Linked DNA regions of Mus musculus: region 1 is linked to region 2. The links are chromatin contacts, called in public HiChIP or PLAC-seq maps. All regions are on one chromosome and are shown on one strand. The core of a region is the stretch at or near the end of the contact, and the rest is flanking DNA. Distances in the headings are between cores, read along the strand shown.

Region 1 (6,127 bases), core at 3,498-5,997, 290 kb before region 2:
TTTCCAGATTTTTAAATTCCTAAAAATTTCCAGATTCTTATTAATTCCTAAAAACATAAAATTTTGTTTTTATTTCAAAATTTTGTGTGTGTGGGTGTTTGACTCAGATGACTGTCTGCATCATGTGTGTCCTTGAGAAGGTTGGAAGAGGGTGTTCGGTTGTGACAGCATAAAGATTCCTCCATCTTGTCTCATCTGGAGCCATCTTTGATTTAATCTGAAACTGACCCCTTTTCTACACTCATGTGGAATGTCCCATGGGAAATTACCCAGCCCTGTTCTAGAAACTTGGGTAGAAATATCCCAAGATATTTCATGCTAGAACTGCATGTTTTTGCCTTCTATTAAACTGCTCTCTCTCTCTCTCTCTCTCTCTCTCTCCCTCTTCCTCTCTCCCTCTCTCTTTATCCATCCATCCATCCATCCATCCATTCATCCATCCATCCATCCATCCATCTATTCATCCACCCATCTACCCATCCATCCAGTCCAAGTTGACCTTAAACTGACTACAAGGGAGAGTTACTACACTAGGTTATGTGGTGCTGGGGCTGGAGCCCATGGCTTTGCACATCCAGGAGGCACTTTATTAACTGAGCCACATCTCAGAGCACTGGTACCATCTTATATTATGAATCTGTGTATGTATCAGTTTTGATATCTATGGGGTATCCTGGAACTGGGCCCAAAAGATAGCCAAGGATGGCTTTATACACTTCCTAGTTGAGTTTTCTTTGACAGACACTAGAATCAAAGACATCTCAGTACTATGAGATCTTTCTTTTTCAGACAAGGCCTTGTGTAGCCTAAGCTGACCTTGACCTCACTATATAACCAAGGATGACCTTGAACCTTTAACCCACTGTCTCTACCTCCCAAGTGCTAAGGTTTTAGTCGAGTACTACCACCATAGTTTCATGCAGTGTTGAGGATCAAACCTAGCTTCATGCACACTAGGCAAGCACTCTATCAACTGAACCACATCCCAATGAAATATGTTTTTAAATTATATACACTGGGATGGAGAGATGGCTCAGTGGTTAAGAGCAATGATTGCTTTCCCAGGAGACCCAAGTTCAATTGCCAGCACCCACATGGCAGCAGCTCACAACTGTCTGTATTTCCAGATCTAAACAGATATACATGTAGGCAAAATATCAATGCACATAAAATAAAAATAAATTAAAAACCTTAAATTAAAAAATATATTTATTATATTTATTTGTGTGTGTGTGTGTGTGTGTGTACTCACAAGCATGAATGCGCCACAGTTCATGGATGTCAGAGGACAACTTGTGAGAGTTGTTAGATTTGGAGGTTTGGTGGCAAGTGTCTTTATCTGCTGAGCCTCTTTGCCAATCCCCCATGAAAACTTGATCTCAAATATCATTCTTTCTGTTTGAGACAGAATCACACACAGTTTGATCATCATAGGTTTCTGCTGATCAAGTCTGGGAGAATTAGAGTTACAAATAATTAACAACTGTAGCAGATAATGATTTGGAATCAGACTAGTATCGGTTTCCCCACACTGGCATATGCAAAGAGTTGAATAAGCCAACAAAGGAAGAAGGATACTCTTTCTTCCCTAGAAGTCTACCTGGTCAAGGGAAAAGGAACACTGAAAATAGAAAACCCAGCTTTTGGCTACTGCAATGTGGTGTGATGTAATGTAGAGTGATGTAGTGCAATGTAATGTAATGGTTAGAGGCTCATTCCTGGAGCTGAAAGTAGTGGTGGGGATAGTACAGACGAAAGACATTGCACATTCTCAAAATGCCTCTTCACACAACATGTTACTTTCAAAGGAGAAACAGGGACTTTGCTTGCAACCCATCCCTTGGGCGCCACCTAATCCAAGTACTTATCTCTCTGTCATCAGGAGCTGAGGCAGCTGCCTGCCCCCGTGCTGGGATGACTGAGGACACAATGTCTCCTCAGTAGTGTTCTTGCCCAACGTACAGACCTACAATCTAATCGTGAAAAATACCAGACACACCTCACATTTGCAAAATATGAGGAGCGTTCTGCAAAGTAACTGGCCATTGCTCTTCAAAAATGTCACAATCATGACAGGCGGGAGTGAAGAAACTGTCTCAGATCACTGGAGGCTACAGAGACAAGCCAGCGCCAGCTGAGATCCTGGGTTGGAAAAAGAACATCAGTGTGACAATTGATGCACTGTAATTAGTATCTGGAGCTAAGTTAACAGTGTTCTACTCCTTTTTCATACTTCAGTTTTGCTGATTAAGCTGTGTCTATATAAGATGTTAGCGTTGAGGGCTGGGGCTTAGGGGCTGAACCTGGCTTGCCCAAGTCTCTAGGTACAATCTCTAGCACAAGGAGAAACATCGTTAACATTTGGGAAAGTGGTCCTGCTGGGGCCCAGGGCTCTTCCACTGAACTACAACCGCAGCACCTCACCCCATGTATTTCTGATTTTTTAAAAGGTTGTTTCTTTTCACATTTATTTTCTTTTCTGTGTAGGGTGTTTTGTTTGCATATAATTCTGTGCACCATGTGTGTGCAGTGCTCTTAAATCTCCCGAAACTGGGGTTAAAAGATGGCTGTGAGCCATTCTGTCGGTGCTGGGAATTGAACCCAGGACCTCTGGAAGAGCAGCCAGTGCTCTCAACCATTGAACCAGCCCCATGTGTGATGTCTTTTAATGTTTGTAATTATTGAAAATGGAAAAATATTAAGAGCAAGCATACATATAGATGTCCTTTAAAAGATACTGTGTGAAGCTGGGGTTGTAGCTCAGTCGGTAAAGTGCTTGCCCTCGAGCCGTAGGTGTAATCGGGAGTTCACAGACCTGGGCGTGGCAGCACATGCCTGATATCCCAGCACTCAGGAGGCGAAGGAAGTATCAGAAGCTCAAGATTATCTTAAAATAAAACCCCAAACCAAACCAAATATTACAATAACAATAACAAAAGACCACACCAGAATAGTGTGTGTGTGCGCATATGTGTGTGTGTGTGTGGGGGGGGGCATAATTACAAAGTAAGCTATGTCTTAATTACTGAAGCTCAGACCCCTTAAACATCAGTTTAGAGTTTCTACTCTTCTCTCCCATCTTCATAGCTAATGAAAAACACCTAATGTTGACCTTTATCACAACTCAAGGTAGAAAAGAGGGAAATATTTGGTTATGCACTCGGTAAGTCAGATAATGAAGGCCCATTTGATCTTTGGACTGAAGAGCAGAACACACATTATGTGGATTAAATTTGTCCTAGTTCTGGAATCTTCTGACCATAATAGAAAAAAAAGAAGAAGAAGAAGAAGAAGAAGCAGCAGCAGCAGCAGCAGCTCTGGCTTCTATTTCTACTTTTCGGGGATCTGAAAAGCCTGGTCTTAAGGGCCACAGGCATTAACTTCCTGTTGTCACAGGCTGGTCCCCCAGTGCTATCGTTCCAGGGACTAGTGTCCATAGCTCTCGATCAGGCTATGTCAGCTAACAGGGGTCCTACTGCTTTAGTGGCTAACTAGCCCTTTTAGACAGAGGGAATCACCAAGGAACTCTCTGGCTTCCAAATCCTGCAGTTTAAGTTAGGCACAGGCTCTGACCACAAATAGCTGCTTCCAGAGTCTGGGTTTGAGATGACAAGAATCAGAACAAGGTGCTGGACTGAGCTGGGGGCACTGAGAGGCAGTCCCCGAGTCTGTCTGTCTGTCTGTCTGTCTGTCTGTCTCTATTTTCACCTCTGTCTCTCTGTCTGTCTTTGTCTCTCTGTCTGTCTCTGTCTCTTTCTGTGCATGTGCTAAAGTTTGGACCCCTAGCCTTGTACATGCTAGGCAAGTATACTACCACCAAGCTTCATCTCCAGTCCTGTTCCCCACTTAGAGTTTGGTACAAATATTCACTGAAACCTGGAGTAGAGCCGTGCTCTGGAGGCCATTCCTCCCTAGGTTTCTATTTCCAGAGCTGCAGATGTCCTTGGAGGGCACTGGCACCTGTGCCCCTGCATCCTGCTCACCTAAGCAAGTTGTTTTAGGTTGGAGGTTCTCTTCTTCCCTCCTTCCTTCTCTCCTTCCCTTCTTCCCTTTCTTTCTTCCTTTGACTGGGTCTCGTGTATCTCAGGCTTCAAGCTCACTATGTAGCTGAGGCTGACCTTGAACCTCTGACTCTCTTGCCTCCACTTCCTGAGTGCTAAGATTGTAGGCTTGTACCACCGTGCCCAGCCTACTTGGAGATTCCAACTTAATGATATTTCCCCCTTCTAGACAAAGTCAATCCTGGGGCACCTGAGACCCCCTCTTGCTGCTGTGATGTACCCCACTTGATCCCTGAGAGGAAACAAGTCCTAAGAAAGTATAGAATAGAAACATGAACAGAGACAAACCTCAAGGACAATGTCTGAGAGTTCTTACACACACACACACACACACACACACACACACACACACACACACACACACACACACACCCTTAGTACTTAGAAGTACATAGGATAGGCACCAGGGACCGGCCCAGGAATCCCATCCTGGCTGAGTGACTCTAAACTGGAGCCTGCTTTCTCGGGACTTTGGTGATCTGAACCCTGAAAGAGATGGAAGCTGAGGAGTTCTTTCTGGGCTTTCTGCTTCTGGCTGGCTCCTCCATTTTGTGGCACCAGGAGCCCTCTGACAGAGGCAGAAGGAAGCCAGGCCCATTTCTGGAGGACTTGAAGGTGTTTGCTCTTGGCTGTGGCTCTAGGGAGAAATTGTCTTTTCACTGTCTGCAATTAGGGCTGAGTCAGACATGAACTAGCCATGTGTTAAAATAAGCGCCGGTGTTTCTGAGAAGGGAAGTCCCAGAGCCGGCCAGGCCGGGATTAGCTGCTGATAAGGGGCCTGGCATTGTTCTATCCGTCCCCTGAGACCCACACCACATCCTAGAAGAGAAGCCAGGTCCCTTGGCTGGGACAGTTGTGGGCAGAGCTGGAAGGCTTGTCCTGCAGGCCATCTGTGGCTGTGGCTGCGGCTGTGCGGAGTCAGGGCAGCACAATGGTCAGGCATAGAACTTACCCTGGGTGCAACTTTGCTGTTGTAGCCTGGGCCCTGTCTTGTCACGTAGACAATTCTTACTCCTAGACCAGCATAGAGGCAAGTGGAGACCATGAGTCAACCAGCCATGTGTAAGTCCAGCAACCCAGGCCAGCCACATCCCTAACCCCAAGGTCAAAGCAAGAGCCAAGGAATGGGGAGGGAGAGGGAGACCTCTCCAGTTTAGACTCTTCAGTCTTAAGAAACAAAGGCGACAGGAATGTGAGGAAACCACTGTTTACATGGTTCTCATGAGTGGTCCACTCAAACGTGTCCTAACGCACTTCTGGACTGAGCGCGGAGGGGGCGGTGTGCTGAGGTGGGAACCGGAGATGGGGGTGGAGGACTCCGTGTTCTTGGGAAGTTGTGCGGAGGAGGCCAGCTCTTTCCCCTTCGGCTGCTCTGAGCTTCAGTGGGGGCCCGAGGAGGAGGGCAGAAAGGGTCCTGGTGGAACAACAAGGGCCTGGATTACGTTTCCAGCCAGGAAGGTGGGTAGGAGGGCAGTGAGCATCGAGGTTGGTTGAGGGCAGGTGACCACCCGGGGAGTCTGGGGGTAGAAGGACTTGGAGAGAGATGCATGGAACCAGAGAGTAAGGTTTTGAACCCAGCTCCCAGCAGGCGAAGATATTCCTTGGAAATAAAGTTGTCCATTTTGATCACCCCCATCCATGACCCCAATGCTGCCTCTTCACAAGGCTGCATTAAGCTTTTCAAGGCCTTCTGGAAACAGAACGTGCTCCCAGCTACACAGAGATCCTCCCTCTCAGTCCTCGATTCTAGGGAATAAATGTGACTGGCCCCGAGAGCCACAGGCTTGGCCAGCTGACGCAAGCCCACAGGAACAAGGGTAACCCTTCTAGCTCCTCGGTGGCCGAAGCAGTTTTTACAGCCCAAAGAGGCAAAATGGGAACTAAGGGTTGAGAGTGGGCAAGGAAACCACCTCAGGGAGAGAGAGCAGGGGAGGACTGGAGTTACCGTCTCCGGACAGAGCATGCCCACATCCAAAGCTTTTTCAAATGATCCAAACTCCTGGCTTGAGAGGTGGCTCAGGGGTTAAGAGCACCCGCTGCTCTTGCAGAGGGCCCAGGTTTGATTC
Region 2 (6,046 bases), core at 2,942-5,441:
CAGCTGCTGGGTGTTTAGGGTTACATGGCCCATGTCCTATTTACAGGACAGTCTTCCCAGACTCGTCTTCTAACGCTTAGATCTTTCTTCCCACTCTTCCTTGATGTTCCCTGTGCCTTGACGAAGGTAACACTGATGGCCCTCTGAGGGCTGAGCACTTGACTACAACCACTTATCCTCAGTGCTTTGACCAGTTGGAAGACTTAAAATGGCCACTTTGTCACTCTGCAAAAAGAAGCTTCTCTGGCCAACTGTCGTCCATGGATAGATTAGACTCTTTAGAAGTCAGTGTGGCTATAATGGATAATCCTTTCTTGTATGGCTGATTATCCCATCTCATTCATAACACAAAGCCAGTGAAATGGGCAAATACAAGTCTCATAAGACTGTTGACTTTTACAGTTTGGATGTAAAACTTCTCCCTGAGGACAAAAGTTACACAGCTTATTTTAAACAAACAAACAAACAAACAAAGCCATAAACACAAAACTGTAAGCTTTAGCTGTGAGTCTCTTGCATGATTCACCCAAACACAGCCAGTCCCAGGGCCCATTCGTGGCCTTTGACCTAGATAGTCTGGCTTTAGAAGTCAGTTAGGTGTGTCCCACTCTTCCCCAGAGGATGAAATGTGTCCTCTGAGATTCAGGGGTGCTGTACTTGGCAGAGATGCTGGCTGGACTATGCATGACATTGCAGAGGATCTCCTGGGGCTGCCCCTCATTTCCAGCTGCCTGCCCTCTGGGAACATCTCAGCCCTTTCCCCACGGCAGTCTACGCTTAATGGCTTTGCGATGTAAGGGTCAATTTAGGCTTGCTTTGAGCTCCTCTAGAACTTTGGATGGAGACTCCACTGAAGCCCAGTGTCTCACACTATCCAGTCTTATCTTTCCTTCATCCTTGTCCTCCAACCCCCACATTGACCCTAGAATACATTGTAATGAACTTCCAACTCTCATCTCCATTTCAGTGTGTCTGAAGGAGGTGGTCCACTACAGGGAGCTCAGAGAAGATGACCTATACATTCAGGCATTGCTCACACACCTTCTACCAGCCCCACTGAGTTCAAATCTTCTACTAGATGTTGGGTCAGCCATGTTTCCTCTACCCTCACCTCTCAAACTATGCAGGTCTGTTCTGGAGAGCTGCTTGCCCAGCACTCGGCCTCCAAAGGGAGAAGTCAGATGATTGGAAAGGACTCTGATCAAGTGTGATCTCTCTGAGCCTGAGTTTTGTAAGAAGATCTAGACAAAGTGTGTAAAGGTGCTGAATGTAGGCTCTCTCATTCTACCAGGTTTGAAGTTAGTCACTGGAAGACTAGGAGAGAGGGAGAGAGAGAGAGAGAGAGAGAGAGAGAGAGAGAGAGAGAGAGAGAGAGAGAGAGAAAGGGACAGAGAGACAGAGACAGAGAGAACATCCAGGGACTCACTGGATAGACAGGAAAGTCCCGCCATGTCCTCCTAACCCTCCCCTTCACTGTGCCCCTTGACCTGGAGTTCAAAAAGGTTGAGTGACCTACTCATGATCGCAGTTGGGACACCTAACATTTTTGTTGTGGTTGGTTGGCACCACCGACCCCACATCATTGTTTCTGCAAGCGAACAGAGTTCAGCTAAACCCTGGGAGGAACTCTTGATTGATGACCAAGGAGCAGAGCCCAGGTGTCCGGTGCTCTTCCCATCTGGAAGTACAGGGAAAGGAAGGACTTAACCGATTTCTTAGATGTTCTCTGAAGTCCCACATGTTTACTGGGATGGGGAGATCCAGTGGTATATGGGGCTGGCTGCAAAGAGCCGTCAGTACCAGAGCCTGCCCACATCTGCATGGCGCACCATCACAGAGGTGCGCGCGTGTGTGTGTGTGTGTGTGTGTGTGTGTGTGTGACCCCTAGGTGGATAAAAGGTTGATATTGACCTTTAACCTTTCTCTCAACTAAACCTAGAACTCATTAATATACCTAGGCTTCCTAGCCAGCTAGCTCTATGTGTCTGCCTTCAGAGGTGAGCCACCCCTCTCGGTGCACCTACACGAATTTCTGGGAGTCTAGTCAAGATGTTTGAGCAGCAAGCACTTTGCTGAGCCAGCTTCTAGCCCTCAACCCCTCTTTGTCTGCCTTATCGATCCTCCCCTCCTCTCCCCAGTTCATCCTCACAATAGCCTTCCAGCACCAGAGCCTGCCCACATCTGCATGGCGCACCATCACAGAGGTAACCACAGGAGTATCTTTATAACATGCCACATAGCCTTCCCAGTGCTGTTCTGGGCCAGGGTGCCTATTCCTTATCCAGTGACACTCTCCTAGAGGGGTAAATACATGAGGAGGCCTCTCCTCCTGCCCAGCCATTCAGTGAGTTGTCACCTTGGGTCCCAGCCCCCTGCTTGGTAGTCATTCTGAAGTTCTGTGCACTTTCCAGCCCCAGAGCCTGGCAGCTCCCATTGCTATGCCTCAACTGCCCTGGACCCTGCCTGGAAGCCCTCTTTCCACAGGCCACAGCTCTTCAGCATCCTCCCTCAGCCAGGTCACTGCCAGAAAGTTTGGTTGGTAGCTGTCACAGCATTTGTTGCTAGCTACCTGGTTAAGAGTTAACCAGGTTAAGTAACTACCATGCTGCTCTGGTGAAAAGTACGTTGCATATTCCTGAGGTTTTGTAACTTACAAATAGTCTCCCACTTCTCTAAACTTGGCACCAACACCTGCAGTTCCTGTGGCTGAGTCAGCGGAGGGAGAGCTGATTTATTGGCTCAGGTTTGGAGAAGGTACAGAAAAAGGGCATTTCTCAGCTTTCTATCCCCTCCAGGACAGGAAGATCAGAGGGCTGGATGCTTCAGCCCTAGCCTCAAGAATCCCTCCTGGGAACATGCCCCCCCCCACAACACACACACACACACACACACACACACACACACACACACACACACACACACACAGAGCTTCACCCTTGTCTGCAGAGGAGGAAGGATAGTGGGGAGGCTCCCATTCGATGCCTGCCACCCCACAGCATGGTACCAGGGAATTTTGCCAGGGGCCAGAGAGCAAGGCTCCCTCCTACCCACTGTCTTTCTATCGCAGGGGAGAGGCTGGACCCAAAGCCACCCACACAATGTGACCATTGACATTTGTGGGTGCCATGGAAACATCTCTTGGGAGCTGAGTCCTCCCTCAGTAAACTCATTGTCCCCTGAGCCAGCCTTTCTCCAAGAGCTCCCCCTTCTTAGCCCTTTCCCAACCCAGGGCTCCTCTTGTTGACTCAGGTAGGGGAGCCAGACCCAGGTTTGCTGGTGACAGGCTCCACTGCCCTGGGTCTTGTCATCCTGGGCTCCTGTCCATTCCTCATTACGGCGAAAGTGGCCCAGAAGCAGAGCTCTGCACACAGATGGCCTTTTGGTTGCTCTGAGTCCTGACAGAGGAAGCACACAAGGACAGACAACCTTGCCTGCCTGTTTGTTTTGGAAAGCGAGAAGGCAGAAACTGTTCCTGTGGGGCAGCCTCCTGCTGAGTGGCTACCCTCAGTGCCAGCCAGCCTCTGGACTAAATCGATCTGGGCCACCTCACCTAGTCCCTGTTCTCTTTCTCCCTACAGCGCTCCGCCCATGCATTTCTCTTCTAAGTTCTGGAAACTTCTTCAGAAGTCACTCTCCTGCCTGGCTCCCTCAGCCCCCACCCCTACATTTGCTTGAGCCAAGGTCTCCCTGTAGAAATCCAGATACAAAATAAAGCCAGAGACTGTCAGGGTCACAGGAGGCCCCAGCCAGGATAGCCTTGTGTGTTCTCTCTTCCCTCTCTCCCCAAAGATAAAGATGTTGTTATAGAGAAAAAAGGCTCTGTAGAAACAAGGGGCATGGGGACTGCCTAAGATCCAGGCAGGGCCCAGACCAGGGCCTGCTCTCTCTCTCTGGCACTGTCATTTCTCTAAGCCACTCAGTGATTAGAGACAGGAGTTCAACAGATCCCTTGAAGCAACAAACCAGCAGGGACTGGAGCTCCCCCCAACCCCACCCCAGATTTGGGTTTCAACAGCTAGAAAGAAGAGCTTGTGACTACAGCTCTATCTTTCAGCAGCAGCCATGTGCCCATGTCCCAAACCACTCCCTTCGCAGACACCACTGTGGACCCTGATACCACAGAAGCAGTGATTCGGGCCAAGGATCTTGATGCAGTGCCGGCATGGGAAGGAAGGGACTTGCTGATGGACAACCAATGGGAAGGAAGGGACTTGCTGATGGACAACCAAGGTTAGATTGGCGCTCTGTGAGCTCAAACCCTAGCTGGGTGACGGGGCCAAGTTACATAATCACCCTTTGCCTTGACTGCAGCCACAGTAGAAAGTAATAAACCTTCCTGCCTTCGTAGGATGCTGGAAGGGTCTGACAAACAGGGAATAGAGAGATCAGCACAACGCCAGGCTCATGAGAATACACAGGATAAACACACCATGTTGTTACTGCCAGCACTACCCTTAGAGCCAGGTACATGGGTAACGGGGTCTCAGGCTAAGAATGGCCAACAGATGGCTCCTACAGTGACCAGGATTCCATCCCACAGTAGGAGTTCCTGGCCTGAGGGAAGAGAGTGCAATCTGCCAGGCCTAGGCAGCTGAGTGCCCCACAGCAAGGCGTTCTCGGAGCATTCCTGCTGGGCTTTGACATGGGGTGGCCAGTTGGTTCCTGGAATGTCCAAGAAAAACAAACTGGGTATTCTGAGTGAAATTGCAGCCTGGCGGCAGGCTGGGTCTGCTTTAAATTAAACACAGCATTTCTCGGATTCTTTTCATCTTCTTGCCACTGTGGGGTTCCAGAGACATTACCTCACCTCACTTTCCTGCTCTGAGGAGAGAAAACTGACAGGGTGTGAGGCTGGGGTCTTGGGAGGGAAGGCTGGAGAGCCTACTCTGTCTTAGGGCTGAGGTGCACAGAGCCATCCTCCCTCTCCGGGTTCAGCCTCCCATCCGGGCTGGAAGCAGGGGCTGTGCCAGGAGCAGAGAACACGGCCAGTATTTGGTATTTAGCAAAGGATTAGAACATTTTCAAAGTACACATCTCTCCTAGGAGTGCTTGGAAGAAGCTGTCTGTGGTTTTATGAGTCTTTTGACCATGGTGTGATATTTAGACTTGAGGTAGCCATGCACGCCAGCTCCTTGGCTGGCAGAGGGGCCCATTTCCCTGCTGGGCACTGTGGTTTAGGGTGGAGTTCCTTCTGGTTTTTGAAATTACTTTTAGCCAACTTATGGAGTCCCAGAAAATTCAGTGTTGGAGTTCAGCGCTCCTGCTGGGACTTCCCCTCAGGGAATAGACATCTGTGTCTTGCTTAGATCCTGAATCCTTTTGTTTATTCATTTATTTATAGTTTTCTTAAATGTAGAACAACTTGTAAGAGTCAGTTCTTTCTTTCTGTCATGTAGGAACTGGGGATAGAACTTGGGTCCTCAGGTTTGGCTGCAAGTGCCTTGACCTGCTGAGCCGTCTCACTGACCTTTTATTTATATTTTCACTTGTTTATAAAGTGATGTCCCCACTTCATAAGCTAGGAGTGGTAGGAAGTTCACTGTGTAATCAGGCCAGTTTCAAACTCCAGATTCCCCTGCCTTGGTGTCCCAAGTGCTAGGATTATAGGCTAGCACTTTAAAAAGGTGGAAGGGTGTCTCCCAAAGTTTCTTAGGTATACAAAACAGGAACTTCTTGGGCAGTCTTCCAGGAAGCAGGGATTTTTTCCCCCTTTTCTGGGATTTTTATGTGTGTGAGTGTATGTGTGAGCACATGAGTGTGTGAATGTGTGTGTCTGTGTATGAATGTGTGTATGTGTGAATGTGTGTGAGTGTATGTGTGTGTGGGTGTGTATCTGTGTATGAGTGTTTGTGAGTGTGTGTGTATACACCACATGTGTATGCAGGTATCTTTGGAGAACAGAAGAGTGTTGGACCCCCAGGAGCTGGAGTTAAAGGCAGTTGTTGGGTACTGGTAATGGAACTCAGAGCTTCCAGAAACTCAGGAAGCACACTTAACTGCTAAACCATTTCTCCAGCCCCACATAATTACTTTGTTTATAAAAGAT

Evidence for each region. HiChIP or PLAC-seq counts read pairs in DNA pulled down with a chosen protein or histone mark.
Region 1: an H3K27ac HiChIP or PLAC-seq map of the NIH/3T3 cell line shows a contact between it and region 2, with 5 times the contacts expected there. The contact joins two enhancer-like sites. A contact is called at or near these places in 1 of 15 datasets of contacts at CTCF or cohesin (the NIH/3T3 cell line), 5 of 484 Hi-C or Micro-C datasets (cerebellar granule neurons and embryonic stem cells) and 2 of 115 datasets of contacts at active chromatin or transcription factors (the NIH/3T3 cell line and pancreatic cancer cells).

The regions. Positions count from the first base shown.
Region 1 is chr6:72,276,396-72,282,522 of GRCm38.p6, reverse strand. No RefSeq gene overlaps it. Among named protein-coding and RNA genes, the nearest start is that of Gm30782, 25 kb to the right of the region's middle. Within about 2 kb of position 4,747, at least 82 of the 459 cell types and tissues checked have an H3K27ac peak or open chromatin away from gene starts, as enhancers often do. A contact at or near this core is called in the NIH/3T3 cell line and pancreatic cancer cells, where this site is marked.
Region 2 is chr6:71,988,811-71,994,856 of GRCm38.p6, reverse strand. No RefSeq gene overlaps it. Among named protein-coding and RNA genes, the nearest start is that of Gm26628, 28 kb to the right of the region's middle. RefSeq lists an enhancer at 2,796-5,524. Within about 2 kb of position 4,191, at least 180 of the 459 cell types and tissues checked have an H3K27ac peak or open chromatin away from gene starts, as enhancers often do. A contact at or near this core is called in the NIH/3T3 cell line and pancreatic cancer cells, where this site is marked.